2 separate regions of the Mus musculus genome follow, and region 1 is linked to region 2. Evidence: chromatin contacts called from public HiChIP or PLAC-seq data. All regions are on one chromosome and are shown on one strand. The core of a region is the stretch at or near the end of the contact, and the rest is flanking DNA. Distances in the headings are between cores, read along the strand shown. Region 1 overlaps Gm39880 (a long non-coding RNA gene). Region 2 has its middle 15 kb from the start of Gm13816.

Region 1 (4,073 bases), core at 1,032-3,531, 86 kb after region 2:
GCTGTGTATTAACTGTGTGGTCTCAGCCAAGTCAGAGTCTCAGAGCCTCAGTTTCCCCACCTGACCATGAGGATCCTGAAGTGTTGGGAATTCAGCTTGTGACCTCAACTCTTAAAGTGCTGGATAAATATTAGCTGTCGTTCATTCGAATACAAATGAGATTTTTATCCCCTTTGTCCAAGTTAACTTTAGATAGGGTTTTTTTTTTAAGCATACTTTTATTACTTTCAAGAGCACACAGTGACACCTATTGGGTGACTCCGGTATTGGCAGGAACGTGGGGATGCCTGTGACAGTCAAGGATGACAAAGATAATCTTCTGCATGTGAAGAGGAAATAGCTGGGATGAGAGCCTCAGCACTGAACAGCCAGTTTGTAGCCTTTGGAAGGTCAACGATGCAGACGTGTTAACAGGACTTCCACTTTACAAATGAACATACTGCCTTGCTATATCACCAAAAGGACTTAAGATTTTTTCCCAAGTTTTATATATATCTATATAAACTATGATAGTATTTCCTAAAATATTTGTGAAAACTTAATGATACACATCTGTAATTGTATTGTTCTACATTTTATTGAACTTCTTGAGGTTTCATTTCATGATGTAACGACCCTGAAATAGCTCAAGTGCATAAACTACTGATGTAGTGGTCTACTGTATATAACATCTAATACATAGTACAGCCAGTCACGAGAGGTTTCGTTTGGTTAATGGAACATTTAAGATTTGTGTCTTGAACACTTTGCCAAATTTTACATCAAATGCAAAAAAAAATAACACAAGAAAATGAAAAAAAAAAAAGACATCTCTCTGCATCTGTCTTCAAAGGCGCTTCTCGGATACTGGAAGGTTTGTCTGTCTGCATGGCTCCCATGAGGCGCTGTGACTTTTATTTGCTGATGGGGCTCTTAACTGAGCTCCAGTGCTCAACCATGAGCCTGATTATCACCGACCTGGCACAAAAGAGGAGAGAGATCTTAGAGAAGGCCCAGTCCACAGGCATGGTCAGAGAAAACAGAGACTGAGAGCCCAAGGACTGTCCCCTTAGTACAGAGCAGCAGAGAACCAGGCACAGAATGGTTCACAGCCTGGATGATGGTCGCCTGGGGTTCTTGAGTCACCCACCCAAACCCTGGGTTACCTGCTTCTCCACAAGGTCTCCTAGAGGCCACAACAGAAGATTCCTCCATACCCACTGAATTCCATGCATGCCTTCCTCCCAGAAAGGTACAGTTATCAGTGTGGACATGGCTGCCCAGAGAGACCATACTTTCCAGCCTGAGATTCCTAACAATGGGATCTGAGCAGAAAAGGTGTGTGCCTCATCCAAGCCAGTGCCTTTAAGACAACAGGTCTGTTTCTGTCTTGCTTTATTTTCCCCTCTGCCTGCCTATAGCCATGGCTGAACCCAGACTTAACTATAGAGACACTGCTAACTCCCTAGGGGACGACAAATGTCCCTAAACCTCCAGATGACTCTGCTATTCCTGTGGAGAAGGTGGCCTTTGCAGAGACACAAAAGCAGATCTCTACTTGTTATGGCAACTGAGTTAAATCCATAGAGAAGGTATAATGATGGATGAATAACCTCCTTAAGGTGGTATGCCACAGCAGCCTTCTTGGGGAAAATGCTGTTTAACTTTGGAACTTGACTGAAAAGGGAATTAGGACTGTGGGAGGGATCTGAGTGTGGATGGTGCCCTAGAGAAGGCACAGTAGGCGATGGGATAAAAGTTGGATGGGTGTAGAGTAACAAGAATCATAGCACGACGGGAGGGGAACGGGGCAGGAATGGAGACTTGAGATTTCTTTCCCGAATGGACCTTGTCTGGTGTTCCATTACATGAAAGGCAGCTATTGCAGTGGTCCAAGCCATGGTGAAGCCTCTGACCCAAGAAGTGCTATTAGTCAAGGAGGGCCGGCAGATGTGCCAGGGTCTCTTGTAGAACTCAAAGGACGCACTGGATTTGGGGGTGCAGAGGACTGTGAAAGGTGACCCCTGGAGGTTCCTGTAACAACTTGCCTGAAAACGAGCCATAGCTGGAGCAGATGGTGCATTGGGGGAGCTGCAGGGGTGACAGCTGCAGGGGCTACCAGGTAACAACATCATCTGCCCCTTCAAATGAGCTTGGGCCACGGAGGATGCGGACTTGGAGAAGACTGCCTCTGAAAAAAAAAATAAAAAAGAATAACCTGTGTGTCCATGGAGGGAGGACAGGCTAAATAAAGCAAGAGCTGTTCTATAACAGACACATGGGTAACCATGGTGCTCTGCAAATTAGTAAGCTCCCACCTCCAACCCAGCACAAAGCAAAGAAGCACGGGGCAGAACGGCAGACACGGGCTGCCACCATTGCGTACGACTGAAGGAAACACACGGATTTAAGCACACAAACACAGAGCATAAATAGTTTTCCTCCAGCGTAAACACGCTGTATCTGGAAGAACACACAAAGGACAGCAGCCCTGGCTGCCTCCAGGAAGGGGAACTGGGACAGAGGGCGACCTTTAACTCTGCGTCCTTTTGGTGCTTGTTTTTGAATGTGTCAACTGCAAAGAAGCATTAGCTGTTCAATAATGAATAATTCTCATTAATAACTCCAACCGAGAGATGGAGGAGCTGCTTGCTGCCTAGAATGCAGACCCAAGAGCGGCTGTCAGGGGCAGCTGTACTGATAAGCCCCTTCGTGCTTCCCCACCTAGCCCTCCTCACACCTGTCCCAGTGCAGATGGCTCTAGATTTTTGCCCTCCTGCCTTAAACCCTGAGGTAAAGTAAACTGAGACCAGTCCAGTTGCATAGTTTTCATTGTTGCTATTGTCTATTTCATATTGCATATGAAAAGAAAACATTGTTTTACTTTCTTGAAGGCAAATAATACACAGACACACAGACACAGACACACACACACACACACACACACACACACACACACACACACAATCAGTTCCACAGTAGCTGATGGCTTCAGTCAACCCACACCAAGGTCAGAATCCCAAGTCCACATAGTGTGTGCTGAATACAGTTGTATCTTTCATATGACAGCTTCTTCAAAGTGCCTTTGGGTGAACCCAGTGGAGGCAGAGCCAGAAGAGAACTTTACATATACATACTCCATCTGAGGGACCCCAGTGGGTTGTCCTTGAGGGCCCTGTGTGCAGACCCAAGATCTCTGAGGAAGCAGATAGGAGACAGGCACAGAGGCTACCTCCTGAGAGCACCAATCTCCTGGGGAGGGGACACCCCAAAGAGAGAGGAGGCACAAGTGTCCCATTGCAAGAGACATGCCAGAAAGAGACATTCCAGATGAGGGCTGTGGTCAAGAGCAGATGCTGAGAGCTCAGAGGAAGCCCAGAAAGGGGAAACGAATGGGCATAGCTGTTTCACGCCCCTGGCCTCTGTGGCTGCTGAGACTGAGGTTCAAGGAGATGGCTGAGGCTCCAGGGAAACCTAGTGGACGGAGCCAGATTTGAGCCAGGTCAAGCCTGTGCTCACACACAGCATATCCTAAGAAGAGCAAGTGGGGATGCGTCTCCCTCCAAGTCAGATGTGGGCCTGGGGAAGAGGGGGAACCCAGGCAATCATTTCATGCACAGGCATGCCTGGCAGCTCGTTGGCATTTTATAAGAGGGTGATAACCCTGGGAAGGTCAGTTGTCTTCTGGGTCACACAGCTAGTGAGTGCCAGAAGTTCAGTTCCAGCCTAGGCAAGGCAGCCTCTGGAACTTGTTCTCTGGCTGCACTCTCCCAAGAGAGCTGGGTTCCATGTTGAATGGGCTGCCTGTCAGCTGTGTTCAGAGGATCAAAACCAACCCAGCCAGAGTGGATGAATTAAATTTGGGGGCAGAGAAGGAAGGGGTTGAAAGGTGTGTGTGTGTGTGTGTGTGTGTGTGTGTGTGTGTGTGTGTGTGTGTGCTCATGGGCAAGCATACATGTGTACAGGTGTATATGAAGATCATGGAAGAATCTCAGGTGTTCCTCCACTGCCTTCTACTTGTTGCTTGAGACAGAGTGCTGTAGAATGTGGACCTCTGGGAGAAAACACATCATCTTCCTGAGATCGGCTGTGTC
Region 2 (4,271 bases), core at 12-2,511:
CCCCTGGTGGGAGGCCTTGCCAGAGGCCCTGATGGACTTGGGAATCCCACGCTGAAGGGGCTTCCACCAAAAGCTGTTGATGATTCACAACAATATCTTCACGCTCAACTCGCAGGCAGTGCAACTAAAAAGTCTCCTCTCCCCAGGAGTCATCCCGATTTATGTATGGGTCTTGGGGGGGGGGGGCATTGGGCACATTCTTGAGCCTTGTAACTTGCCTTAGATTCCTGAGTGCCCTCTTTCCTTGCAGGAGGAAATACTTCCATTCAGAAGAAATGGCCCTGCCCTCTTGTCTCTATTGCTCTGGACAACTCAATACACAGCCACCCCCAGTTCATGACTGGAAAACTCTGGGCCTCCAGGTCTTCAAGCTGTCTGTCTCTGACAGTCAGTCCTAGATGCCTAAATCCACATAGCCCCTCTCCTGCCTCCACCCAGTTCTAGCAAACACCCTGGGAGAGAAAGACCTTGGTGAAGGAGAGCCACGGGAGTCTTGGGTTCAAGTGCTGATGATCCTCTAACCCAGAGGTTTAATTTCTGCGTGTGCATTTGCTCTCGAGGTCTGCAGGCCCTGTGGCCTGCTCCACAGCACTGCCCAGGAGGATGAAATGAAGTCCCAAACCCCGCCCCCTTCCTGGATACATGCATATATACACACACACACACACACGAACACATGTGTGAGAACATATGCATGCACATGAGTGTGTGTGTGTGTGTGTGTGTGTGTGTGTGTGTGTGTGGAGAGAGAGAGAGAGAGACAGAGAGAGAGGTCAGTCCCACAGCACTCTCACGAAGTTTTGCTGATTGACTGAAGGAACATACAAGAAACCAGGGAGCCATTACAGGAGATGCTGTCAAAAGCTGGCCCAAAGATGTTCACTTCGATGAGCTAGAAATGAGAAGACAAGGCTGGCTGGGGATGCAGGGGCAGGGGAGGGGAACATTCTGGAACCCAGGGTCATCCATAGGGGGTGCCAGGCTAAATGTGAGCAACTGTGACGCCCAGCAAGCCCTGGACATGGCGCTCTCTCTAAATGAGTCTTTAATAATTCAGTTACACAAATTGAGCGTAATTAAATTGTCCCTGTTGAAAATGCGCCGCTGTACATATGAATGATGAAATCAGGATCCAAAGGCACCGCAGAGGAGACGATAAGGTAATTTTCCACTTGTGCTAAGCAAGCTGGGAATCTTCAAAATGCAATTGTGCAGAGCGCCCACCTGGGATTATTAAAGGGCCAGTTCTCTGTGTGCAGCTTTGTCTCCCAGCTGCTGCCCCCTCTCTCCCTTTGACTGCAGCCCATGGTCTCCTCTGGAGCAGAGGAGAAGTGGGGGAAGGGATCCGAGACTCACCACTGGCAGCTTCCTGGTGCTCAATGCATTGTGCTATTTTTGGAGGCCTTCTCTCCAGCTGTCCCTTGCCTGGGGCCAGTCCAGTGCTTAGACGTACATGGTCAAGGGGCATCTTTGACCCCCACAAGCCAAGGCCCCTTTCTCTCATCCGCTCAGCTGTGCTCCAGACCTAGCCATGACCACAGTAGTCACATTCAGCCCGTATCCCTGCTCTTGATAGGAGCACTGTCTCCCACCTACCTGGGGCTGGTGCAACCAGGCCCATGGGGGGAGGTTGATGTCCCCAGTGGAAGGAATAGACCCTCAAGGACTAAAAATCTCACTGTGGTGCAGGCACAGTAACCCTGGGACCATGTCAGAGGAGTCACTCCCGGAGTTCTGTCCTCTGCTACCTCCTCTGAGCCTGGCTTAGTTAGTAAAGACCAAACTGAGGGATCTTCCCAGCCCTGACCCCTGACTAGGCTGTCCATCTCTCTGAAAGATAAGGTTACAGGGTCTGAGGAAGGCCTGGGAAGGGGGCCAACTCACAAGTCTATACTGAGTGAGTCAGATCAGCTTCTATTGGAGATGTCCCAGCAGCTCTGGGGAATTCCATAGTGGAATGGCCCTTGGCCTAGGAGCCTTGGTCTCTCCCATCCCAACCTTGTGCCCTTTCCCTCACTGTATGTACCCTTTGAGGAACACGGAGTCTCAACCAAGTGGGCTGTGGCAGGCTGTGGCAATGCATGAGTGTGCAATGGCCCAAATGGTGGGCTAGAAAAAAAAACGTAAGTCCTTTTGTTTCTCTTTGTTGGATGCAGGGCTGCACATACACCTGGACTGGCCTAGAACACTATGTAGCTAAAGATAATACGGAAGTCCTGATCTTCCTACCCCAACTTCCTGAGTGCTGATGTAGTTCAGTTGGCAGTGTTTGTCTAGCAAAACATAGGCCTGGGTTCCCTCCCAGCACCACACAAGCCAACACCAGTGGTGTTGTGTGCCCTTAATCTGGGCTCTCAGAAGGTAGGGGCAGGAAAACAAACACACAAACAAACAAAGGATTCAAACTTACTTTAAAAGTCTGGACCTGGTGTTGGTGAAGTATGCCAATAGTCCCGACTTTCCAGAAACAGAGGCAGAAGGATTATCAGTAGTTCTGGGCCAACCTGGATTACACAGTAAGACCCTGTCTTAAAAATAAAGCTTGAAGAACTATCAGAAACCCCAACTTCAACACAAGTTAACAAAGCAACAGGAGAGAAGCTGAGTTTTGGTGACCGATAACCCTGCCTCGCAGGTGACTCCTGGTTTGCATTTCTTGTTGGTTCCCCAGGGCATCTAAGCACTGAATACAGTCCAATATGTTTGTGTCACAGATAAATGTGGCCCAGAAAGGGTAAGAAACCTACCCAAATTCACCCAGCAAGTTAGTTCCCCAGTCAAGACTTGAGCAAGAATGACTGCTTTCATGTCAGTTCCTGCTTTCCCAAAGCTTCCACAGACTGAAATGGGTCTTGTTGGTGTTCTGGGTCTTACTTCTCAGCTGTTCAAGGCAGCTATAGCCTCCTCCCTGAGTTCTCTGGCTCCTGCCCACCCCCATCAGAGGCCACTGTGGTAGAATCCGATCTCATTCTGTCATTCACTCCCCAGTGCCGAGCAGAAAGAACATTCTGGGCCAGTTCCACGCAGCCTGAGCCTGTTTGTGCCACCTCCTTGGGTCACTTCATCTCTCTCCCTGCTGGCCCTCTGGCTCTTGCCCAAACACAGCTCACTGCTCTTCTGCTCAGCTTGCAAGGTCATCCCCTTGCCTCTTCCAGGCAGCCTTCCTTGAGCTCTGGTCCCAGCCAAGGTTAAGCATGTCTGTTCTTCCTTAGCCTCTCTGTAGATGAACTCACACCTGCAATGGACCTTCAGGTAGCTAGGGGGAGAAATCAAGGCAAACCAGTCACTGGGCCTGTATGTGGTTATGCTAGAACCCAGCTTGGGTCAGGAGCTCCCAGGGCCACCCATACCATGTATGGAGGCCATCCAGGTTTCTAGATCTTGCTCACTCACGTCTTCAACCCCACTGGCTTCCAGGCCTTCCCTCCTGGGAGTCTCCTCTGTAGGTTCACAGAGTTCCCCAATCCTCTGATTCAAAACTCAGTCCTCTCATGCAGAGGAAGTGGCAACCTACCCCTACACACAGACACACAGACACATGCAGGCTTGCAGGCACACACCCAAATCCTTCTTAGAAGGAAGTTTCCCTGAGCCCCTAGGTTGAATGACAAGCCCATTCTAGACTCTCCAGGGTGAGTGAAGTAGCCTTTACTCTGTCCTTCCTGTCCCAGGGCTTTGATCAGCTGCTCTTGGTCTCTGAGCTCCTGATTCCTGCTGGCCTCTCTCTCTGGGTATTGCCAGGCAGCAGGAGGAAGAAAGAAACAAGGATCAGGTGTGTGTGTGTGTGTGTGTGTGTGTGTGTGTGTGTGTGTGTGTGTTCGTATATGCATATGCATGTGTGTGTGTTAGGGTGTTAGGTGTGTGGGCTGTGTGTGGGGTGGGTGCTGACTCTAAGCACTTCTTTCTATCCCCCTAGCTATACCTTTGACCTCAACTAAGCCACCTGCCTCTGGCCCAACCCTGACTCTAGCATACCAGGCTACCTCAAAATCAGGCGGCCATGTCTTGCCCTGGCCCAGAGCCCTTGCACTAGCTCTCCTCTCTTCCAGACCACCTTCCTTACTCATTCAGATCACAGATCACACATCATACACATGACTGACATACCCTCCACTGCACTTGCATGGCTGTGAGGCCTGGGGCTCACTTGCCTTTTCTCCTGTGTGTCCCAGGTTGTGGAGCATAAAGACCTCTCTGCCTGGTTTGCAGTGGCTCAGCTCCTGACATCTGGTAGGTGCTCAGTAACTCTCTGAGTAAGTGCAGGCATGAGG

Evidence for each region. HiChIP or PLAC-seq counts read pairs in DNA pulled down with a chosen protein or histone mark.
Region 1: an H3K27ac HiChIP or PLAC-seq map of VIP interneurons shows a contact between it and region 2, with 2.2 times the contacts expected there. The contact joins two enhancer-like sites. A contact is called at or near these places in 9 of 484 Hi-C or Micro-C datasets (cerebellar granule neurons, cerebellum, cerebral cortex and 6 more), 3 of 115 datasets of contacts at active chromatin or transcription factors (VIP interneurons, embryonic stem cells and neural progenitor cells) and 1 of 9 other capture datasets (embryonic stem cells).

Annotation. Positions count from the first base shown.
Region 1 is chr2:92,810,915-92,814,987 of GRCm38.p6, forward strand. The region is part of intron 1 of Gm39880 (a long non-coding RNA gene); the gene reads left to right. It overlaps Gm13791 (a long non-coding RNA gene), which reads right to left. Exons shown (of 5, transcript XR_001783401.2): 5 at 2,033-2,170. Gm32413 (a long non-coding RNA gene) reads left to right here. Exons shown (of 2, transcript XR_374794.3): 2 at 274-805. Among named protein-coding and RNA genes, the nearest start is that of Gm32413, 6.1 kb to the left of the region's middle. Within about 2 kb of position 2,282, at least 19 of the 459 cell types and tissues checked have an H3K27ac peak or open chromatin away from gene starts, as enhancers often do. A contact at or near this core is called in VIP interneurons, where this site is marked.
Region 2 is chr2:92,725,555-92,729,825 of GRCm38.p6, forward strand. No RefSeq gene overlaps it. Among named protein-coding and RNA genes, the nearest start is that of Gm13816, 15 kb to the right of the region's middle. Within about 2 kb of position 1,262, at least 47 of the 459 cell types and tissues checked have an H3K27ac peak or open chromatin away from gene starts, as enhancers often do. A contact at or near this core is called in VIP interneurons, where this site is marked.